7 separate regions of the Mus musculus genome follow, and regions 1, 2, 4, 5, 6 and 7 are each linked to region 3. A link is a contact called in public ChIA-PET, Hi-C, HiChIP or PLAC-seq and promoter capture Hi-C data. All regions are on one chromosome and are shown on one strand. The core of a region is the stretch at or near the end of the contact, and the rest is flanking DNA. Distances in the headings are between cores, read along the strand shown. Region 1 holds the start of Fcsk (fucose kinase). Region 2 overlaps Cog4 (component of oligomeric golgi complex 4). Region 3 holds the start of Glg1 (golgi apparatus protein 1). Region 4 holds the start of Bcar1 (breast cancer anti-estrogen resistance 1). Region 5 holds the start of St3gal2 (ST3 beta-galactoside alpha-2,3-sialyltransferase 2). Region 6 holds the start of Ddx19a (DEAD box helicase 19a). Region 7 holds the start of Znrf1 (zinc and ring finger 1).

Evidence for each region. Promoter capture Hi-C pulls out the DNA fragments that hold promoters and counts their contacts. A called contact is a pair of places that touch in the nucleus more often than the background predicts. ChIA-PET counts read pairs in DNA pulled down with a chosen protein or histone mark. HiChIP or PLAC-seq counts read pairs in DNA pulled down with a chosen protein or histone mark.
Region 1: a contact with region 3 is called in a promoter capture Hi-C map of neutrophils, with 3 times the contacts expected there. The contact joins the promoter of Fcsk here to the promoter of Glg1 in region 3. A contact is called at or near these places in 2 of 39 promoter capture datasets (hematopoietic stem and progenitor cells and neutrophils) and 3 of 115 datasets of contacts at active chromatin or transcription factors (astrocytes, pancreatic cancer cells and pro-B cells).
Region 2: an RNA polymerase II ChIA-PET map of memory CD8 T cells shows a contact between it and region 3, with 9 read pairs. The contact joins the enhancer-like site here to the promoter of Glg1 in region 3. A contact is called at or near these places in 1 of 39 promoter capture datasets (erythroid cells), 1 of 15 datasets of contacts at CTCF or cohesin (large pre-B cells), 4 of 115 datasets of contacts at active chromatin or transcription factors (effector CD8 T cells, large pre-B cells, memory CD8 T cells and 1 more) and 3 of 9 other capture datasets (adipose tissue, liver and pancreatic islet).
Region 4: an H3K4me3 HiChIP or PLAC-seq map of bone marrow-derived macrophages shows a contact between it and region 3, with 3 times the contacts expected there. The contact joins the promoter of Bcar1 here to the promoter of Glg1 in region 3. A contact is called at or near these places in 1 of 484 Hi-C or Micro-C datasets (embryonic stem cells) and 2 of 115 datasets of contacts at active chromatin or transcription factors (bone marrow-derived macrophages and extraembryonic endoderm stem cells).
Region 5: an HNF4G HiChIP or PLAC-seq map of pancreatic cancer cells shows a contact between it and region 3. The contact joins the promoter of St3gal2 here to the promoter of Glg1 in region 3. A contact is called at or near these places in 1 of 39 promoter capture datasets (cranial neural crest) and 3 of 115 datasets of contacts at active chromatin or transcription factors (astrocytes, embryonic stem cells and pancreatic cancer cells).
Region 6: a contact with region 3 is called in a Hi-C map of B cells, with 6 read pairs. The contact joins the promoter of Ddx19a here to the promoter of Glg1 in region 3. A contact is called at or near these places in 3 of 484 Hi-C or Micro-C datasets (B cells, CD4 T cells and embryonic stem cells), 1 of 115 datasets of contacts at active chromatin or transcription factors (memory CD8 T cells) and 2 of 9 other capture datasets (liver and pancreatic islet).
Region 7: an RNA polymerase II ChIA-PET map of memory CD8 T cells shows a contact between it and region 3, with 32 read pairs. The contact joins the promoter of Znrf1 here to the promoter of Glg1 in region 3. A contact is called at or near these places in 1 of 484 Hi-C or Micro-C datasets (the HL-1 cell line), 2 of 115 datasets of contacts at active chromatin or transcription factors (memory CD8 T cells and pancreatic cancer cells) and 2 of 9 other capture datasets (adipose tissue and pancreatic islet).

What each region holds. Positions count from the first base shown.
Region 1 is chr8:110,901,205-110,903,904 of GRCm38.p6, reverse strand. It overlaps Fcsk (fucose kinase), which reads left to right and starts at 1,417. Exons shown (of 24, transcript NM_172283.3): 1 at 1,417-1,483.
Region 2 is chr8:110,858,500-110,861,199 of GRCm38.p6, reverse strand. Cog4 (component of oligomeric golgi complex 4) reads right to left here. Exons shown (of 19, transcript NM_133973.2): 7 at 2,506-2,663; 8 at 1,256-1,314. Among named protein-coding and RNA genes, the nearest start is that of Cog4, 13 kb to the right of the region's middle. Within about 2 kb of position 1,314, at least 47 of the 459 cell types and tissues checked have an H3K27ac peak or open chromatin away from gene starts, as enhancers often do. A contact at or near this core is called in memory CD8 T cells, where this site is marked.
Region 3 is chr8:111,257,821-111,260,520 of GRCm38.p6, reverse strand. It overlaps Glg1 (golgi apparatus protein 1), which reads left to right and starts at 1,311. Exons shown (of 26, transcript NM_009149.3): 1 at 1,311-1,750. The coding sequence starts at 1,325.
Region 4 is chr8:111,742,572-111,745,271 of GRCm38.p6, reverse strand. Bcar1 (breast cancer anti-estrogen resistance 1) reads left to right here and starts at 1,423. Exons shown (of 7, transcript NM_009954.3): 1 at 1,423-1,583. The coding sequence starts at 1,572. It overlaps Gm51589 (a long non-coding RNA gene), which reads right to left. Exons shown (of 3, transcript XR_003947596.1): 2 at 2,164-2,657.
Region 5 is chr8:110,918,607-110,921,306 of GRCm38.p6, reverse strand. It overlaps St3gal2 (ST3 beta-galactoside alpha-2,3-sialyltransferase 2), which reads right to left and starts at 1,442. Exons shown (of 7, transcript NM_009179.3): 1 at 1,202-1,442.
Region 6 is chr8:110,996,542-110,999,241 of GRCm38.p6, reverse strand. Ddx19a (DEAD box helicase 19a) reads left to right here and starts at 1,419. Exons shown (of 12, transcript NM_007916.2): 1 at 1,419-1,575. The coding sequence starts at 1,519.
Region 7 is chr8:111,535,252-111,537,951 of GRCm38.p6, reverse strand. Znrf1 (zinc and ring finger 1) reads right to left here and starts at 1,312. Exons shown (of 4, transcript NM_133206.4): 1 at 388-1,312. The coding sequence starts at 811.

The DNA of each region.
Region 1 (2,700 bases), core at 168-2,667, 360 kb after region 3:
AGTCAGCTTGGTCTCTGGAGTGAGTTCCAGGACAGCCAAGGCTACACAGAGAAACCCTGTCTTAAAAAAAAAAAAAAAATCTGAAGGATATGGTGGTGAGTTCGTACAATCCTAGCACTCTGGAGACTGAAGTAGGAGGAGTTTGAATGAGGGCCAGCCTGGGCTACATAGGAAGATCCTATCTAAAAAAAATAAAAAATAAAACAAAACAAAACAACCAAAAAACAGGTGGAGAGATGGATCAGCAGGTGGCTGCTCTTCTAGAGGACTTGGGTTTGATTCCCAGCACCCACATGGTGGTCACAATGGTCTTTAATTCTAACTTCTGGGAATCCAATACCTGCTGGCAACCTCTTCTGGAATGCACGAGGTGCAGACACACATGCAGGCAAAACACTCAGGCACATAAAATGATGGCATTGACGGTAATAATAAAAGCAAAGTCATTTTCATAATTATTCATTTTTATTTTCATATGCATTGGTGTTTTGCCTGCATTGGTGGTTTATGTCTGTGTGAGGATGTTGTGATCTGCCTGGTCCTCTGGAAGTGCAGTGAGTGCTCTTAACTAGTGGAGCTATCTCTCCAGTCCCTAAAATAATAACTTTTTAAAAATCCTTCTTAAGCGGGCTGTGGTGGCACATGCTTTTAATTCCAGCACTTGGGAGGCAGAGGCAGGTGGATTTCTGAGTTCGAGGCCAGCCTGGTCTACAGCATGAGTTCCAGGACAGCCAGGGCTATACAGAGAAACCTTGTCTCGAAAAACCAAACAGAAAACAAAAAACAGAAAAAAACAAACAAACCCCAAAACCCCCATCCTTTTTAAAAGGTCAAAATAAAGGGATTGGAGAGATGGCTCAGCAGTTAAGTTCTTCCAGAGGTTCTGAGTTCAATGCCCAGCCACCACGGGATGGCTCACAACCATCTGTTATGGGATTCGATGCCCTCTTCTGGTGTGCATGAAGACAGCTACAGTGTACTCATATTCAATCAATCAATCAATCAATCATTCAATTAATCAATAGTTAAGAAAGACTTAGCTTTAATAAAAAGTATTTTAAAAGGTCAAAATTACAGCCAGGCGATGGTTGCACACACACTCAATAGGCAGAGGAAGGCAAATGAGTTCCTGGACAGTGAGGGCTACAAAGAGAAACCCTGTCAAAACAAAACAAAACAAAACAATCAAAATATACTTTTACCTTGTACCCGAGTCACAACAAACAAACAAACAAACAAACAAACAAACAAACAAACAAAGAAACAGTTGGCCAGTGTCTTTAAGACACCTGTTCTCTCTGGAAATTTGTATATTTAGCACTCCTTGTAAGTTTGAGAACTTTGTCCTTTCAGTAAGGCGGGGCTGCGAGTAGGTTCTGAGGACTCTGGCGGGAGGCCGAATGAACTCCATTTCCCAGGGTGCGCCGCGCTGCATGCGCAGCCGCGTTAAAGAGCCGGCTCTGCGAGCGCTGGGCGGACGCAGGTATGTGGGTCCGCGGGGTCTTCAGTTCCACTGTAGTTTGGGGCGCCTTCCTGCGGGTTTCCCAGATCTCTGCCGTCGCCCCCAGCGCTAGTTAGCTGCAGGGGACCTCTGTAGTGCAGTCTTCTCTTGATCTGGGTTTTCAGAGGGAACCCCCACGACTTGCGGACACCTGGCACACCGAGCGACATTCCCTTGAGCCAGGGAGCTCTAGATGCCAGCGCTGCTCTGATTTTGATTTGAGTCGTTTTCCTGCCTCAGTTTACCCCACTGGGTACACATTGTATGAACGTATTGTTTACTATCTGGTTTTACTTCCAGCCAACTTCTTTCTGCCTCTTGTTCTTCAAAAAGCTGCAAATTAGAGTCTCCTGGGCCTGCCTCTCTCTCTCTCTCTCTCTCTCTCTCTCTCTCTCTCTCTCTCTCCCTCTCTCTCTCTCTCTCTCTCTCTCTCACTCACTCACACACACACATACATTCAACTTTTAAAGTTTTTAAAATGCTGAAATGTGCGTAGTCCCTACCTATACCATCTTTGTTCAATGAGCAGATTATGAGCTGGCATAGTGGCCCAGGCCTGTAAACCTAGTATTGGGAAGTGGAGGCAAGAAGATGGAAAGTTTGAGGCCAACTAAGGCTGCATAATATGAGCCTGTCTTAAAAATATGTACTTGGAGTGTGCGTGCGTGTATGCATAAGGGGCCTTATTTTATCATCCCTGGGTATGCTCACTCTCCTGCAATTTTCCTGAGGTTTCCTAGCACTGGAAAGCAAACAGAACTAAAAAAAAAATCAACCAACCAAAAATCCTTGACTAGATGAATTGGTGTAAGCTTTTAGCCAGGTTTGCTTTGTAGGACTATGTCGTAACTAAAAAAGAAAAGAAAAAAAAAAAAAAAAGACATAAAAAGTTCCAGTCCTCAAAACTCCAACTTGGATTGAGCAAATGAAGCTCTGTGAAAATGGGCAGAGTGCTGCTATAATTTCTTCTCTGTATTCTAAGATCACTGTGCAAATGCCACGTGTGACAACCCAGGACCATTCCTCCCTGTGACTGAGAACATAGACACGGGGACACACCCAGCTATTTATGCTAGCTCTACCTGACCTTAGGCAGCCTGCTTATTCTTTAAGCCAGGCTTCCTTTATGCCTGTGGTGTGATAAGATCACCTATTAGGACTGGTGAATGGCTCCTGTGAGCTGTCACTACAATGCCGTT
Region 2 (2,700 bases), core at 65-2,564, 400 kb after region 3:
GCTGTCTGGGACACTCTTATACTCCAATTCACCCTTCAAGTCTCAGACCTGTGGCCATTTATCCTCAGGAAGAGCCCTGGACATTGCCCATATCTGACTATATCTCATTACATGTTCTCTCCTACCCTGTAATTCAGATTCACCTCAGTGGTCCACAGCAGTGTTCAGAACATGCTTGGATTCTATTTCTGGCTCTGCCATTTTCTAGCTTTATTATCTTGATAAAGCCATTTAGCATTTCTAGGCTTTAGTTTGTTCTTCTGAAAATAAGTTACAAATTACCAATGATTTACCAATGATTTTGCTCTCCCAGGGTATTACAGTGGATAGACAGGAGTAATGATTTTTTTTTTCATAGTATATAGGACAGTTCCTGGGGAAAAAAGCTATCTAGCCAAAATGCCAGTAGTGTAGAGGTTAACATACCTTGAAGTGGTTTAATATTTGTTAAACACTTATAACAATGTACAATTAACATTATAAATGTGTCAACTATCATAACTATGCTGGTGAGTTTTTCTGACAACTTAACACAAGCTAGGGTCTTCTAAGAAGAAACCACAACTAGCACCTAACTTTTTAAAATGGGTCTCATGTAGTACACACTAGCCTTGAAATCTAGGTCGATGATTATGACCTTAAACAGCTGATCCTCCTGCCTTTACCTTCTAAGGTACTATAGGCATGAGCCGTCATGTCTCTTTTTATGGGGTACCACGTGTGTGTTAGGGTATAGGGTACTTACGTCTATTAGGTAAGGATTCTTACCAACTGAGATATCCTCATCCAGTGATCTATTACTCCTTATTAACTAGACATATTTTTATACAGTGTCTTCTCTAGGAGAAATTGATAGAGTTGGAAATTGGTGGCTCATGCCTGTAATCTCAGTACTTAGAAGACTGAGACACGTGGCTTGTTATGAGTCTGAGACTAGCCTGGGCTACAGAGTTGTCAACAACTTACTGTATTTTATTTTAAAAATAAAATTACTCCATGCATGGTGGTACAGGCCTTTAATCCTAGCACTTGAAAGGAGAGGCAGGAGGATCTCTGTAAGTTTGAGGTTAGCTGGATATACATAGAGAGTTCCAGGACAGCACATAAAAAGACCTTGTCCCCAAACCAAAACCGAAACCAAACCAACCAACTAAAAAAACCCCAAACCAAAATCCCCTACATTTTAACAGAAGTAGTCTCTAAACTAGATGTAACTAGTAACTGAAATTCTTACAAGCTGAAGGATTATTATTACCTTGGTTCAATTTTTTCTGTTGCAGAATTTCTCATCAAATTACTCTGGACGAGCCGAAACTGAAAAACACCACAGAAATCAGAAGAGCACCTCTGCCCCCCACTGGCCGTTCCAGCCTACAGTGATAAGCTTCAGGTTGCTAATGAGGCTCACTTTTCTTTCAAGCAAGAGTTGCTTTTGGCTGTTGCTTTCATTTCTGTTATATATTTACTTATTTTTTACTTTATGTATGGATGTTTTGCCTAAATGTATGTATGTATGTATGCATACCAGGTATGCTCTGCCTGTGGAGGCCAAAGAGGGCTTCCAATCCTCTGGAATTGGAAGTCACAGACGGTTGTTAGCTGCCAAGGGAGTGCTTGGAATCAAACTCAGGTCGGTCTTCTAGAAGAGAAGCAAATTCTCTTAACTGCTAAGCCAACTTTCCAGCCGCTGTCATTTTATTTAAAAGTAATGAATGGTAGGGCTGGTGAGATAACGTAGTGGTTAAGAGTACTTGCTACTCTTGCAGAGGACTAGAATTTGGTTCCAGAACCCATGTGGTAGCAAACAACCATCTGTCCCTCTCCTTGCAAAGGACCCAGTGCCTTTCCTGCCCCCATGCACTAGGCCTATACATGCTGCACATACATAAGTCAAACCATTCTTAAAGACTGAATAAAGAACAGCAAGTATTAAAAAAAGTAATGCTAAGGACATTCTCATGGACTGCTGTCTGGTCTCACAGTCTGGGGTTCTGCTTATAGATATGAACCAATAGACAGTGGCTATGGAACTCAGGTTGGCCTGGATTTCCTTATGCAGTCCAGGCTGACCTCAAAATAATGGTGATCCCGTTGCTTCAGCTTCCCCAGGGCTGAGATTATAGTTATGCACCACTCTGCTGGCCATTCCTACTTCTGTGTGCTACTTTTATTTCCTGAGCTTATGGGAATGGAAAATTAGTTCTGAAAAAGAGAGCCATAAAAACTAAAGTGAAATTAAAAACAAATTATTAATACTTGATACTCAATAGCATGCAGAGGGCACTGCTGAACGTTCAATGATAGAGAATCTGGTCCTCTGTTTCTGTTGTGTTAAGGCACTAAGCATTAGGCAAAGTGAAGGCCACTCTACCTTCAGCATCTGTCCTTCTCCTCTAGGCAGTGGGTCCATCCACCCACCCACCCATCCATCGATTCTTTCATTCATCTTCATTTCTCCTAACGTCCTCTACCGAGTGCCCCGACCACGGCTGCTCCCCGGCTCACCTGCTGGTGGTAGTCCCTTTGCTTGATGAACTTGTTTACGACCTTCTCCACCTGTGTGTCACATTCTACTTGAAGATATTTGATCAGGGTAAAGAGTCGCCCTGGTCCATAGTAAGTCTCCACGATGGGTTGGTGAGTTTCCACAATTCGGGCGATCCCTAGGAGGAAGTGAGAGCTGGACTTCACATGTTTTTT
Region 3 (2,700 bases), core at 62-2,561:
CACCTTGTGTGAAGCCAAGTGTGACGCTCTCAACCCAAGGAGGGGTCACTAGTGTGTAGTAAAGCAATGTTGAAGATGTTGCGTACAGGTCAGCAATACAATTTGCTGACACAGGCTGGACCTGTGGTTCACAGGGGGCCGGGGCGGGGGAAGGGAGGTCTCTGTGAGTTGGAGAGCAGCCTGGTCTATCTACATAGTGAGTTTTGGGTCAGCCAGGGGCCAACAGTGAGACTTTGTTTCAAAAATGGAAGTAGGGGGAGTCTAAGTCCTGTTTTTTGTTTGTTTGTTTTGATTTATTTATTGTTATATGTAAGTGCACTGTAGTTGTCTTTAGACACACCAGAAGAGGGCATCAGATCTCATTGCATATAGTTGTGAGCCACCATGTGGTTGATGGGATTTGAACTCAGGACTGTCAGTCAGTGCTCTTACCAGAGCCATCTTGCCAGTCCCTAAGTCCTGGTTCTTAAAGAAGATGTCCAAGCAAAGGCCCTCGTGTTGTGTTTAATATTGACTATAACTTTTGGGACTTCAAGTTACAGGCCAGGTAGTTTCCTTGATTTTGTTACTTTTTTCTTCTTCTTCTCGAAACAGTCTTAGGTTGGCTTCAACCTTCCTGCTTTCACCTCCTGAAAGCTAGGATCACAGGCATATGCCGGGTTATGAGATGAAGGGTATCAAATCCATGTCTTTGTACACTCTACCAACTGACCCCTACACCCCCAGCCTCTCCCTGTTTTTATTCTAAAAGTTCACAGTTTTACTTTACATTTGAGCGATCATCTTGAAGGCCCATGAGCAAGGATTATAACCTATGTACGCTTAACATTCATCGAATTGTCGCCTGCTTCTCTAGGTAAGAAATACAGGTCAGACACAAAATGAGGCTCTCAGATACCGGAATACATTCGGTTTTGAAGTTCATCTACACACAACAAAGTTTTTAACCCTTCCTCCTCCACCCACCGTGAGTCACCGAACTGGCGAAATATTCCACCGGCCATCTTAGTTGTGTCAGTCCAAATTCACTTCTCTTTTTTCTCTTCCGTGTCAACAATCGAGAGATTTATACCACGGTGCCCCTACGCAGGTTTTCTCAGCAGCTCCAACAGTTCCTCCGGGAAGGCTATCCACTTTCCCGCCAGCCGGGTCCAGGGCGTGGGCCCTTCCTTCGCAGCGCAACCTCCGCTGCTTTTCACTCCGCCGCGGACTCCCGAGTCTACCGCCCGCTGGGGAGGAGCCACGCCAGCCCACGCCCGCGGCTCCGCCCCCTCATTTAAATACACGTCGCCGGCGGGTGCGTCGAGCTCGCCGCGAACCCAAGATGGCGGTGTGTGGACGTGTACGGGGGATGTTCCGCTTGTCGGCGGCGTTGCCGCTGCTGCTGCTCGCGGCAGCAGGGGCCCAGAATGGTCACGGTCAGGGCCAGGGTCCGGGGACCAACTTTGGGCCCTTCCCAGGGCAAGGTGGAGGCGGCAGCCCGGCCGGCCAACAGCCGCCTCAGCAGCCTCAGTTATCGCAGCAGCAGCAGCAGCCGCCGCCTCAGCAGCAGCAGCAGCAACAGCAGCAGTCGCTTTTCGCGGCGGGCGGGCTCCCGGCCCGGCGGGGCGGAGCGGGGCCCGGTGGGACTGGCGGAGGCTGGAAGCTGGCGGAGGAAGAGTCCTGCCGGGAGGACGTGACCCGTGTGTGCCCCAAACACACCTGGAGCAACAACCTGGCGGTGCTCGAGTGCCTGCAGGACGTGAGGGAGGTGAGGAGGTGGGACGAGCCTGGGGAGGAGGGCCGAGCCTGGTGCGGGCCGGAGGGTGTCGCCGGCCTGGAAGCCGCGGATGCCGGGCTGCAGCAGCAGCTTCCCTCTGCTCTTTTCCTTCAGGGCTGTGCTCGCGCCTCTCTCTTTCCTGCCCCTCACTCCCGGGTGCGTTCGGGCAAGCGGATCCCACCCCGATCCTTCCTCCTCCGGTCCCCTAGTTCGCTCCCTGTCGTCGCGGTGTTCTGGGATCAGGACCTCGGCTCACGGCCTCAGTAGGCGCAGGCCTAAGGAGCGTGTTTTCTGTTTGCGCTCCTGTCTTTTGTGTGATGCTCTATGCAGAGCGGTTCCTCGCCGGAAAACCAGTTTAGGATTTGTTTGCTATCCGTTTCGACCTCGCCAGTTTGTAGCAATGGATTTCAACGTGGAAAAAAAAATCGGTACATTTAAACTGCTAAAGATCGATCTGCTGTTTATTTAGCAGTAGGCGCTTGGTGAGCTAACCTGGGTTCTCTTCTGGTGTGAATGTAGTCAAAAGCCGAATTTACTGTTTCTACCACATTCTTTTTTAATTGGTAAATCTTTACTATTTACCTGGTGCTGAAACTATGCTTTTTTTTTTTTTTTTTTTTTTGTCTTCACTTCCTGTGGTCAGTTTGTAAAGGACCTCATTTTTTAGGCTGTTCCTTCATGTCCCTTGGAACCCTATAAAGTCTGAGAAAGTTGCAGGCAGCATTTGATGCTATATAATAAATATAAGGTGTTTGTGGTCTGTAGTGGGGTCTTTCTGAAGTCTTAAGATAGTTGTTTTTGAGACCGGATCTGCTTGTAGCCCAGGTTGGCCGCCTATGAGAGGCATCCTTCCGCATCTGGCTGAACCACTTCATCTAGTTTGAAATAATTTTAACAGTACCTTAGTGAGTTCTTCTAGAGCTTATATTACTTGGTGTGCT
Region 4 (2,700 bases), core at 174-2,673, 480 kb before region 3:
AAAAAAAAAAAAAAAAAGCTTGTCCCTGGGACGGAGCGCATCCTCTGCTCTCGCAGAAGAGCCAGGTTTGGTTTCCAGTACCCACATGGCTGCTGATAATTTCCATAACTCCAGTTCCAGGGGATCCCATGCTGTCTTCTGACCGCTGAGGGCAGCAGGCAGGTACATGGTATGCACACATGGATGCACAAACACTCACACACGCAAAATAAAATAAACCAGGCGAGGAGGACGGGGAAAAGGAGGGGGGAGTAGGAAGAAGAGGAGGAAAAAATGGAGGAGGAGGAAAGGAAGGTGGTGGTGGGGGTGGTGGTAGAGAAGGAGGAGAAGGAGGAGGAGGAGGGGGAAGAGGAGGAAGAGGAGGAGGAGGAGGAGGAGGCAGCAGCTTCGGGTCACAGCAGCCTTGTCCCCAAGTACTATATACTAGCTAGCTGAAGCTCTCGCCCTCTCGAGGTCCTCTCAGGAGGGAAGGCTGCTGCCAATCAGCTTTTCGGAACAGGTTCCCTTAGGAAAGCAGTAGGCTCCTAGACAAAGCAAAGCCATAGAATCCATCTCCCACTTGATGTAGGTTTGCACTCTCCTTCTCAGGCCGTGGCAGCCATTAATTACCCTGGGTCTGGCCTTACCCAGGAAGAGGTCCCATGGAGCAGTGACAGGTTATATGTGGTTGGGCAGCAGGACAGACCCCTGGGTCTTATGCCCTTGGTAGCTGATGGAGCTCAGAGCCTCAGTGTACTGAGAGGGAAGGTGAAAGAAGCGAGGGCGTGGCAGTCGGAAGACCGTGTGCCCACTGCTTGCAGGTGCATGTTTGGGCATCATACCAAGTGTGAAACAGCTGAAGAAATTAGGGGTGATTAACATGGAAGAAAGGAAGACCTGAAGGCCTGCTTGTCTTCCAGCCTTGGGCAGGAGGGCCCATTATGGGTCCCTCCCTAAAAGCCACTCTAGATTTTATTTTCAGGGGGATCCAGTGTTAATCAGGCTGCTTCCTGGGGGTCTGGGGCTCCCTGGGGGGATGGAGTGGGCTTTGGCGGAGACCTAAGCTCATTCTCAGCTGGGCTCGGAGGGCAGAGGAATTCTGGTGTAGTGCTAGGCTGATCTAAGATCGCCTTCAGCCAGTCTAAACTGCTCCCAAAGTAGGGTTGTAGGAGCCTTGGGACCCGCACTGAGGGACGTGATGTGAGGGGGTGGGGGTTCTGGATTCCAGAACCGGGTGGGCGGACCGGATGGGATTGTCTAATAATAAGTCTGGAGGTAGCCTTTGGAAGGACGTGCAAGGTGTGGGAACCCAGCCTCCTCGACCAGTTGTGCCGACAGAAAAAATCCCGGGGTCCCGGGTCCTTGCCTTTAACGCGGCCCGCGGCGGAGCAGGCGGGAGGGGGAGGGGCGGTGCGGGCAGCGCATGCGCGGCGCGGGGGGAGCGGCCGGACTGTCCGGTGGCGGCGGAAAGCAGCCGGCAGGACAGCGGAGAACGCCGGGACCCCGCGCCGGGGGCTGTGAGCGGCGCGGGCCCACCGAGCCCGAGCTAGCCCGCGCCGCTGCTGCAGGGCTCCGGGGGGGCGGCGGCCAAGATGACCGTGCCGGTGAGTGCTGACCGCCTGAGAACCCCGCGCCCCCTACCGCAGGCCTGGGCCATCGGGGGTCGCCGGAGGTTCTTTTCAGGCCGAGGTGGGGGTCAGGGTGGGGGCGCTGCCCCAGAGCCGGCTTCTCAGACCCGGCTTTTCCAGCCTCTTCCAGGACAGCGGACTAGGACGGGGGGGGGGGCGTACTGGCCCCGCGGGGAGCACCCCGGCACGGCTGGGTTGGGCAGGGGGTGTTTGGGAGCCTCTTGAGAGCCTCTGGGACTAGTGGGCCCGGTGGGGTCCGTGCTTTTTCCCTATCTCCTACCAGAGTGGTCAGGCCTACGGAGAAGAGGGCTCTGTCACTCCTTAGAAGCCCATGGCCAGGTCAGCTGCGCCGAATGAAGGGTGGGAAGGTCTCTACTGTTCCCCAGAAAACTCCCTAGGAGGGCTGCCCTATTGTGCTGTCGGGTCTCTACCCGGATGGCCAGGAGTGGGGCGGGGTCTGTTTTGTCCCCGGAGACACCCTTACCCCAGAATGGTTGGCTTGGCTGGCTGTTGGAAAATAGCGTACCTCCCCCCTACCTCTGGTTTGTACACTCACTTTGTGGGAAGTTTTGTTGGTCCATTGAACCCCAGGACCTTCCGACTAGCAGCTCCTTTCTGTAGGGGCTTCCCCGTTTGCTTGACATCCCATCCCGGTCCTCTGTCTTCCTGATCCACCAGGCAGACTTGAGCAGCCCTTGGGCCAGTCCTTAACACTTGGGTCTCCTCCTGAGGTCTCCATTGATTATTCTATGGACTCAGGTACAGGCATTAACCCACTTTACAGATGGACAAACAGAGGTGTGAAACCACACCTTCATCCTGTCAGCCCTGGAGTAATGGCCTACAGCCACCGTTTCTCTGCTGACTCAAGCATTTTTCCCGATGACAGGAAGGGGCAATGGACCAGAGCCATGCCTAGCCTGGCCTGGCCTTATGCTGGAACTGCTCTTCATCCACTCAGGGGACTGGGTTCTCTCCGTGATGCAGACAGTCAAGCGTCCTGGCAGGGCAAGTGGCCTCTTAATTAACCACCGTAGGGTACAGAGATTCCTGGAGAAGAGAGGGTTCTGTAAGCGCAAAGCATTGTTATTAC
Region 5 (2,700 bases), core at 193-2,692, 340 kb after region 3:
AAGAGATCACCGCCTGTAGGCACCGTACCTTCTTCCACAAAGCACTCAGGCAGGCATCCCCCACACCATCCCCCAGAAGGGGCAACCCTCCTCCAAAGTTAGCAGCAGGAGTCAGATTAGCTTAGAATGATGACCAGAGTCCTTCAATGTCACCATCTTCATAGAGGTAAACGGTCCCTTCCAACCCACACTTCTGAGCCCACCAAGCATGAGGACGGGATGGCCAAACAGTTTCTAGACATTTGTAGACAGGAGTATGGGTTACTGACAAGGAATGACTGACTACTTCCCAGGGGTCCCAGGGGTCCCTGAATTATTCTTAGTACACAGATGAAAAACAAGAGGCAACATGGGAGGAGATGGATGCAGTTGGCAAGAGAGAAGCAGAAAGGCTAACTTGAACGAGCAGCAAAAGGACTGAGACTCCTTTCCAGGTGGAGGGCTGTGCAAAGCAGGGACAACAGAAGTAGTGGAAGAACTAAACAGGGAACACTGGAGCTGTATATGGGGCTGGGAAGTTTGATTCAGTCACAGGGGCATGACTGGAGGGAAGTAACGTGTCTTATATGGCAAAGGATGGAAGGAACAAGAGGGACAAGGGACAGTGCTCAGGCCAGCGTCCAGAGAGGACGGGCACACCATGACCAAGTTTCCGGTGGGTTCATGCCTCAGTTTTTCCAAAGTAGGAAGGGGATCAAGCTGTCAGGTCTTATTAGAGAGAACTAGGCCACAGAGTGTGGCTAGGGGTCAGTGCCAGGTGGGGGAAAGGCCGAAGGGTAGAGGAAAGAAGTGAAGATGGTGCAGACAGCTTGTGACCAGGAGAAGTGGGGCAGGGGATTCCGGATGGAGCAGGTTCCCAAGCGCCCTAGGGCTGGAAGTACCAACACCTGGGGTGTGGAAGTGTGGACGAGGACAGAGAACTCCAAAGGCTGAGGCTGGGGGCTGCCAGCAAGGAGTGTTACAGGAGTGCCTGAAAGACTGGGAGTGGTTAGATATGCAGAAGCAGAAGACGGGGATCCCGATCGAGGCCAAGGCAATCGGACCCCCGCCCACACGGCGCCCAGACCCGAGGGAAGTTGCTGGGCTGGACCCGCTGGATCTGGGCCTCTGGGCCAAGCCCGCTGCCCGCACAGAAGACGGTAGGGGCAGCACGGGGCCCGGGGAGCCCCGCATCCCGCCCTCTCTCATCCCGCCCGCGCACCTCAGTCTGCGCTGGGCGCCGCGCGGGCCATGCTTGCCGCTCCTGCCGCCGCCTCCGCCCGTGCAGAGAGCTGCCGCCGCTGCCGCCGCCGCCGCCGCCGCCGCCGCCTCCCGCGCCTGGACCCGTTAGCTTCACCGCTCTCCAGTCCGCCAGCCTCGGGCCAGTCCCGCCCTTGCCTGGCCCTGCCCTCCCGGAGCGCCGCGGCTGCAGCTCAGCCCGGCCCCTCCCCCCACCCCTACCCAAGCTAAAGGGAAGGGTGGGGGAAGGGGGCGGGTGCCCCCTCCCCATTCACATCCTCCGGGGCTCTCCCCTCCCTCCTGTTCCCCCACCACCACTCGCTCAGGCATGCTGGGATATGTAGTCCAGCCTGGCAGGACCCGCCAGCATCGCTCTGCATATAGGACTATTGCTCCCAGAAAGCAATGCACTCCCATATCTGGGCTCATGGTCTTTGTAGTTCTGTCCGGATTTAGAGGGTTAAGGCACAGCACTAAGGGGCGTATTCTTCAGTTTCACAGCCACGCGACTCTGGGCTGCTGAAGCCTGGGAGGTGCAGTCTGCGGTACCCCAGCCGGGCTTTGGTACCTGGTTCATCAAAGGATGCGAGTAAGCTGAGGATGCCTCTCACACAGGACTGTGATCAACTGCGGCCAAGCCCAGCTCAAGGGAACTGTTTGTACTTGCTCTTGCCAAGAGCCACGACCTGAGCCAGCTGGGTTCATGCCCTGGCCCAGCAAGCTGCAACTGCAGTGAGGGCACTAGGTCCAGGCTGTTGAAAAGAGGGGCACCAGCAGCGATGTGGAAATAGGGTTTGCCACTATGTGACTGGGCACCTCACATTGCAAACTGTCTTGCTTGTAGGCACCCTACAGCCTTTATCCATTAGGGCATCTCTTGACTTCAGACTTCTGACTCTTAGATGCCTATTCTCTAGGGTAACATGCACACATTTTAAATATTTATCCACATCAGTGTTAGGCAATCCTTTCCTCAACTTTCAAACCAAGCTCCAAAACCATTAGGAAGTTCCTAATTGATGACACATTCAGTCTCCAAATGTCTCTGACTGACCAATGATACTCAAACGACTTCTGGTTCATTAGTTCTGGGACCCTAGAATTTTAAGTGTGTTCGTTCTTTCTCTTATTATGTAACCCAAGGTAGTCGTAAATTCCCTTTGTAAGCCAGGCAGGCCCGCCTGGAATCCATGATGGATTCTCTTGCCTTAGCCTCCTGAGGGTTGTTATTATGGACACTGAGCCATCACACCCTGCAATGAATCTTTTGGGTTCAGACTCCATCACAGAAAGCCTGACCTAAGATTGAACTCGAGTAAACTAACAGACCAGTACCTAGCACCGGTTTCCAGGTTACTCCCCAACAAATCTGCACCCCCCAGGTTACAAGCCCGCCCCCTGGCACTTCACTTTCTAACAACCACCAATCAGGAGGAAAGCAGAAGTTAAGTTTATGGTTTGACTTCCAGCATTAAAGGCCAT
Region 6 (2,700 bases), core at 170-2,669, 260 kb after region 3:
AATCGAGAGCTACACAGAGAAACCCTGTCTTCACAAACCAAACCAAACCAAACCAAACCAAACCTAAATATCTTGCAAACCTAAGACAAGTCAAAACTTGAACTTCTTAATTGTTGTCAGACACTATGTCTTCTCTAAGAAGTATGTCCCAGCAGATACATGAAGAAATAGCCATGTTCTTGGTACTAGAATAGGTATGCTTGGTAGTGCAATTTCAAGAGGACAATGGGCAGTTAGACTCAAAATATATGCATTTTGAGACTAGGTCTCCTGTAGCAGAGACTGGCCTTGCACTCTCAATCTTCCTCCTACACCTCCCAAGTACTGGAGTTAAAAGTGTTCACTACCATTCCATTAAAATTTTGCACTATTTTAAGAGCATCCTTTTTGTGAAGTGCCTAAGTCATTCAAACAGCTTTACACAACTATCATGACTTAAAATGTATCCCAACAGAGGGAAAGTACTTCTCTTATCCCAGTATTTGGGAGGCAGAAAAAAAAAAAAAAAAGCCACGGGATACATGAAATTCTTGACTCAAAAAAAAAAACAAAAAAAAAAAAACAAAACTAAATACATATCCACACACATAGGATGTAACTCTGTTTTGTTTGTTTTTAATTGTTTTTTGAGACAGGGTTTCCTCTGTGTAGCCCTAGTTGTTCTGGAATTTGCTCTAGTGGCCTCTGCCTCCCAAATTCTGAGATTAAAGGCCTGTGCCACCTATGCTCAGATCATTTCATTCTTAGTTGTATGTATATGCATGTGTGTCTGCGACTGCAAAGGCCACTAGAGAGCGTTCTATTTTTTTAAAAAATATTTATTATTTATATGTAACTACACTGTAGCTGTCTTCAGACACACCAGTAGAGGGTGTCAGATGTCATTACGGTTGGTTGTAAGCCACCTTGTGGTTGCTGGGATTTGAACTCAGGACCTTCGGAAGAACAGTCAGTGCTCTTAACCGCTGAGCCATCTCGAGAGAGAGCGTTCGATCCCTTGTAATCTAGGTGTTGGAGATTATTAAGGAGGAAACCGAGTTCAAGGTAGCCTTGTTTTAAAACAAGATACCTAGTTTCAAAACCAAAAAATGGGTAAGTATTTTGGTTATGAAATGAAGCGATTGGGCGAGTACTAAGTAACTCTGCAGAGCTCTAGGACGTTAACTCAATTAGATCGCACCTAGCGAGATGGAATTTTTTTTTTTTTTCCTCCTCTTTTTAGCATTTCGAGACAGGGTTTCTCTGTGTGGCCCTGGCCGTCCTGGAACTCTCTCAGTAGATCAGGCTGGCCTCAAATTAAGAAATAAGCGACTCAGGACCTTAAAGTGCTAAGCTCCGCATGCTTATCTTCCTGGGGGCGGAGCGTGGGTGGAAGACGGACGCGCGGGGCAGGAACTGACGTCAACTCCGCGCGGGTCTTTTTCCGCTCCGTGTGAGTGGCACTTGGCGCGGGCTTGCGTTCGGCGCTGGTGTTGGCGGGGCGCGGAGCATCTCTGCAGGTCGGCTCGCGTCGGGACCATGGCCACCGACTCATGGGCGCTGGCGGTGGACGAGCAGGAAGCCGCTGTCAAGTCGGTCAGTGGCCTGGTGGGGATTAGGGGACTGAGGCGGACATGGTTTCCAGCACGGGGACCTCAGAGCCGGGCCAGCCCGCGCTCGCTGGAGTTTGCTGTGGGCGATCACTTAGCGCGGCGGATTTGCTCCGACAGCGAAGAAAACCCGCAGCGAGCTTCTTATCCGAGTTTGGACTGAAAAGTTGCTCCCATGGTGACATTGTCTTTATTAAGTGTGTGAGGCCCCAAACTGGCCCTTCTCTTGACCTCTTACAAGAAATGGCAACATAAAATTCTCTCTTTTTTTCGTTGTTGAGGGGTAGTTTTTGAGTGAGTTTATGCTGCCTTTCCCCTAACAGCCCCACATTCATGCTTAACCGCCAAGCGGCAGTTTGTAGCTCGCCAGAATAACGGGTTTTGTTTGTGTTAATGCTTCACTTAGCAACAAATGCAAACTGTCTAGTTGCTATTTTAAGTGTCGTATAGTTTTTGTTAGATTGTTTTTGTGTTTTTGGAGGGGTGCGTTGGTGGGTTCGAGACGGTGTAGCCCAGGTTGGCCTCTGACTTGCTAATTAGCTGAGACTGGCCTTGAGAGCTCTTGCATCCCTATCCCTCCGCCTCCTCTTAAGTGTATGAGTTACAGCTTTGCTGCCTGTGTTTTTGACACAGCCCAACTGGCTTCACTATTTACCTCGGGGTCGCCTCAAATACTTTCTTTTAATATCTTATGTTTTCTATGTGTGTGTATGGGTGTTTTGCCTGTTCGTATCTATGCACCACACTTGAGCCTACATATGTTAGAAGAGGGTTTTAGATCCCCTTGGAACTGGGATTTACAAACTGTTGTGAGCCACCATGTGGCGCTAAGAACCAAACCCTGGCCCTTCCGCAACAGCAGCGAGCTCTCTTAACTCTTAAACCAATTCAGCTGAAGAATGAGCAGTTGATTTTCTTTTTTTTTTTTTTTTTTTTTTTTTTTCCATTTTTTATTAGGTATTTAGCTCATTTACATTTCCAATGCTATACCAAAAGTCCCCCTTACCCACCCACCCCCACTCCCCTACCCACCCACTCCCCCCCTTTGGCCCTGGCGTTCCCCTGTACCGGGGCACACAAAGTCTGCGTGTCCAATGGGCCTCTCTTTCCA
Region 7 (2,700 bases), core at 63-2,562, 280 kb before region 3:
CTCTTTGTTTAGGAGACACTACCTCCTTAACCAGAAAGGTAGGTACCATGCTGCAGCGGCAGAAATGAAGAGTCTCAGACAAGAAGACCTTTGAGGATCATGACGCTAATAAATGCGACCTCAATAGGCAGGTTTCACTCAGCCATCCACAAGTGAACACATGCCTGCAGTCCTAAGGTACCCGGCTCCACACGCCTAGTAGGCAGCTTTCCCCCTAGGCAGTAGTTATCTTATTTGATCCTATTCATCCTCTGACATGGAAGGAACCAGGGGAAGGGCAGGAGTTAGCTTCATACCCATACCTTAGCACATTAAGAGGTTTCGGGCGCCCCGGCGCGCCCTCCCTTGCACTCCACCCTTCAAGGCCTCCGTCACCCGCGGACTCACCACTGTGCGAGCTGAACCACCTGGGTGCGATGTGCAGAGGTAGAGCATCCGCCAGCGAGGCTCGGGAGCCCAGGTACAGCATCCCGTCTCTATGGTGACCGCCGCCGGTCTCTTGGTAACCATTGCCGTGGGCATAGGTGGAGTCCGACGTGGACCCTCCGCCGCCCGGCGCCCTCTCGGAGTCGCCGGTCCCGCGGGAGGCGGGGGTGTAGAGACTAAAGGGCACCCCTCCGGCCGTGCTGGGGTCCATGCCCATGCCCGCCACCGAGCTGACCGAGCGGCTGCGCAGCCCCATCGCCCCGCCGCCCGTCCGGTAGTGCCCAAAGTGGGGCGCCCCTCCCGGCGGCGGCACGGCGCTGTCATCCGTAGAGACCCCCGGGAAGGGGCCCCGAGAGCGGGCCGCCGTGCTCTGCTTGCCCCCCATGTTCGCCGGGGCCCCGGTGGGGCGGGAACGTGGAGGCTGAAACCCTCCCCCACTACTCAGAAGCGGGTGGAGGTCTGGGCGAACATAAAGGCGGAGGGTTGGGGTTGGGGAGAGTCACAAAAGAGCCCCGAGGGGAGAAAAATGAAAAAAGGTGAGGGGGGGAATCCTCAAAAAAAATCCGCGGGGTGGAAAAAGCAAGCGAGCGGGGACCCCAAACTAAGAATTTCAAACTGTCCAAGCCGAATGCATGTTCCCCTTAAGGTCCGAAGAAGCGCGGTCCAGAGCCGGCGCCTCGCGCCACAGGCCGCCCCCGGGCTCCGGAGCCTAAGGAGCCGCAGCGAAGGGAGGGAGGAGCCGGAGGAGGCCGCTCGCCCGCAGCAGGAAGCGGCGGAGGCTCCGGGCGCCGCGCCGTTCGCGTCCCCCGTCTCAGGACTCCTCAGCCCGCGCCGGCGGCCCTCACTCCTCCAGGCTTCGGGAGGGCTCGCGGCGGTGGGGCAGCCAGGCGGAGCTCTGGAAGCCGCGGTCGCGTGGCGTCGCGCTCCGGCTCCAGCCGCCGCCGGCCCCGCCAGCCAGCCGCACCGCCCCGCTCCGTCCCGGGCTGCGCTCGCCGGCGCTCCTCGCCGCCGTGGAGACAATGGAGGGCGGCAGAGCGCACGCGCGGCCCGCGCCCCCTCCCTCCTCCCGCACCCCCCCCCCCGCCGGGTTAACCCCTTCGCGGCCCCTGCGGCGCAGCAGCGAGCTGCGGCCTTGGAGGTCCCCACCCACCTACCGCCTGCGCCCCGGGCGGTCCAGGGACAGGACGTCTCCAGCCGCCGGGCGTCTGCGACAGAGGTCAGACTTCCTCTGGATCACAGCTCTGCTGGAGTCGCGGCGAAAGTCGAATCAATGTCTTCAAAACGAGACCCTGAGTGGGGGGAGGGGTAACGACGGTTTTAGCGGGTAGGAAGGAAACACCGAGAAGAAAGAAAAACCAACTAATAAAGCCTACCTGGGTTTGAAGGGTCACTGGGGGAGCTCCCCTCCCGCCACAGACCTGCCCTCACAGCACCCTCTGGTGGATATGCTGTCCATTCGTTTGGAGGTTCTCCATCCAAGGACCCCAGCCAACCTTAGGAAGTTTAGCATGGGGGGCGGGGGGGGGGGGGGAGGAGGGAATCAGCTTGGACCCAAACACATTTGGGATTAGCTGTTAGGAGATACAACAGTGCCCCAGTGGCGCCTAGACTTTGCTGTCGTTAGATCAGAACCAACTATTTGGGTCTGAATCGATTCCTTAGGCTAGAATATAATCCTCAAAATCAATAGGTGGATTAAAAAAAAAAAAAAAGTAAGAACCATGCAGCGGGAAAGCTGTTTTAGAAACTCCTTGCCCAAGGCCGATTGCTGTTTTGTTTATCATGTATTTTGACATAGAGCCATATTTTGACATAGAGCCACAAGGCAAGGGCACAGTACTCAATAAATATTTGTTGACCAAATTGCATTTTGCAACAGAGACTCACCTTGCCAGGTCAGTCCCAGTCTTTCTCATATTTTCACTTTGCTTATTCTTTGAGCAAATAATTTTTCAAGTGCTCAGCTCTGAGCACCGTAAGCATCACCCAGTCACTAACCTGACCTTCTCTTGTCACTCTGTCAAGTGGGCTCCGTGCTTCCGAAAATGGAATTGGAGGGAGATTTAAAGGGGCTAATAGACTTGTCTCTTCCAGTGTGACTAGCCTGGAAGGCCACAGAAAGATGGTTGTTTGCAAGCACAGAGTGCTGGGGGTGAGCTAAAAGCTTCGAACAAGCTGGGCAGTGGTGGCCTATGCCTTTAATCCCAGCACTTGGGAGGCAGAGACAGGAGGATTTCTGAGTTCGAGGCCAGCCTGGTCTACAGAGTGAGTTCC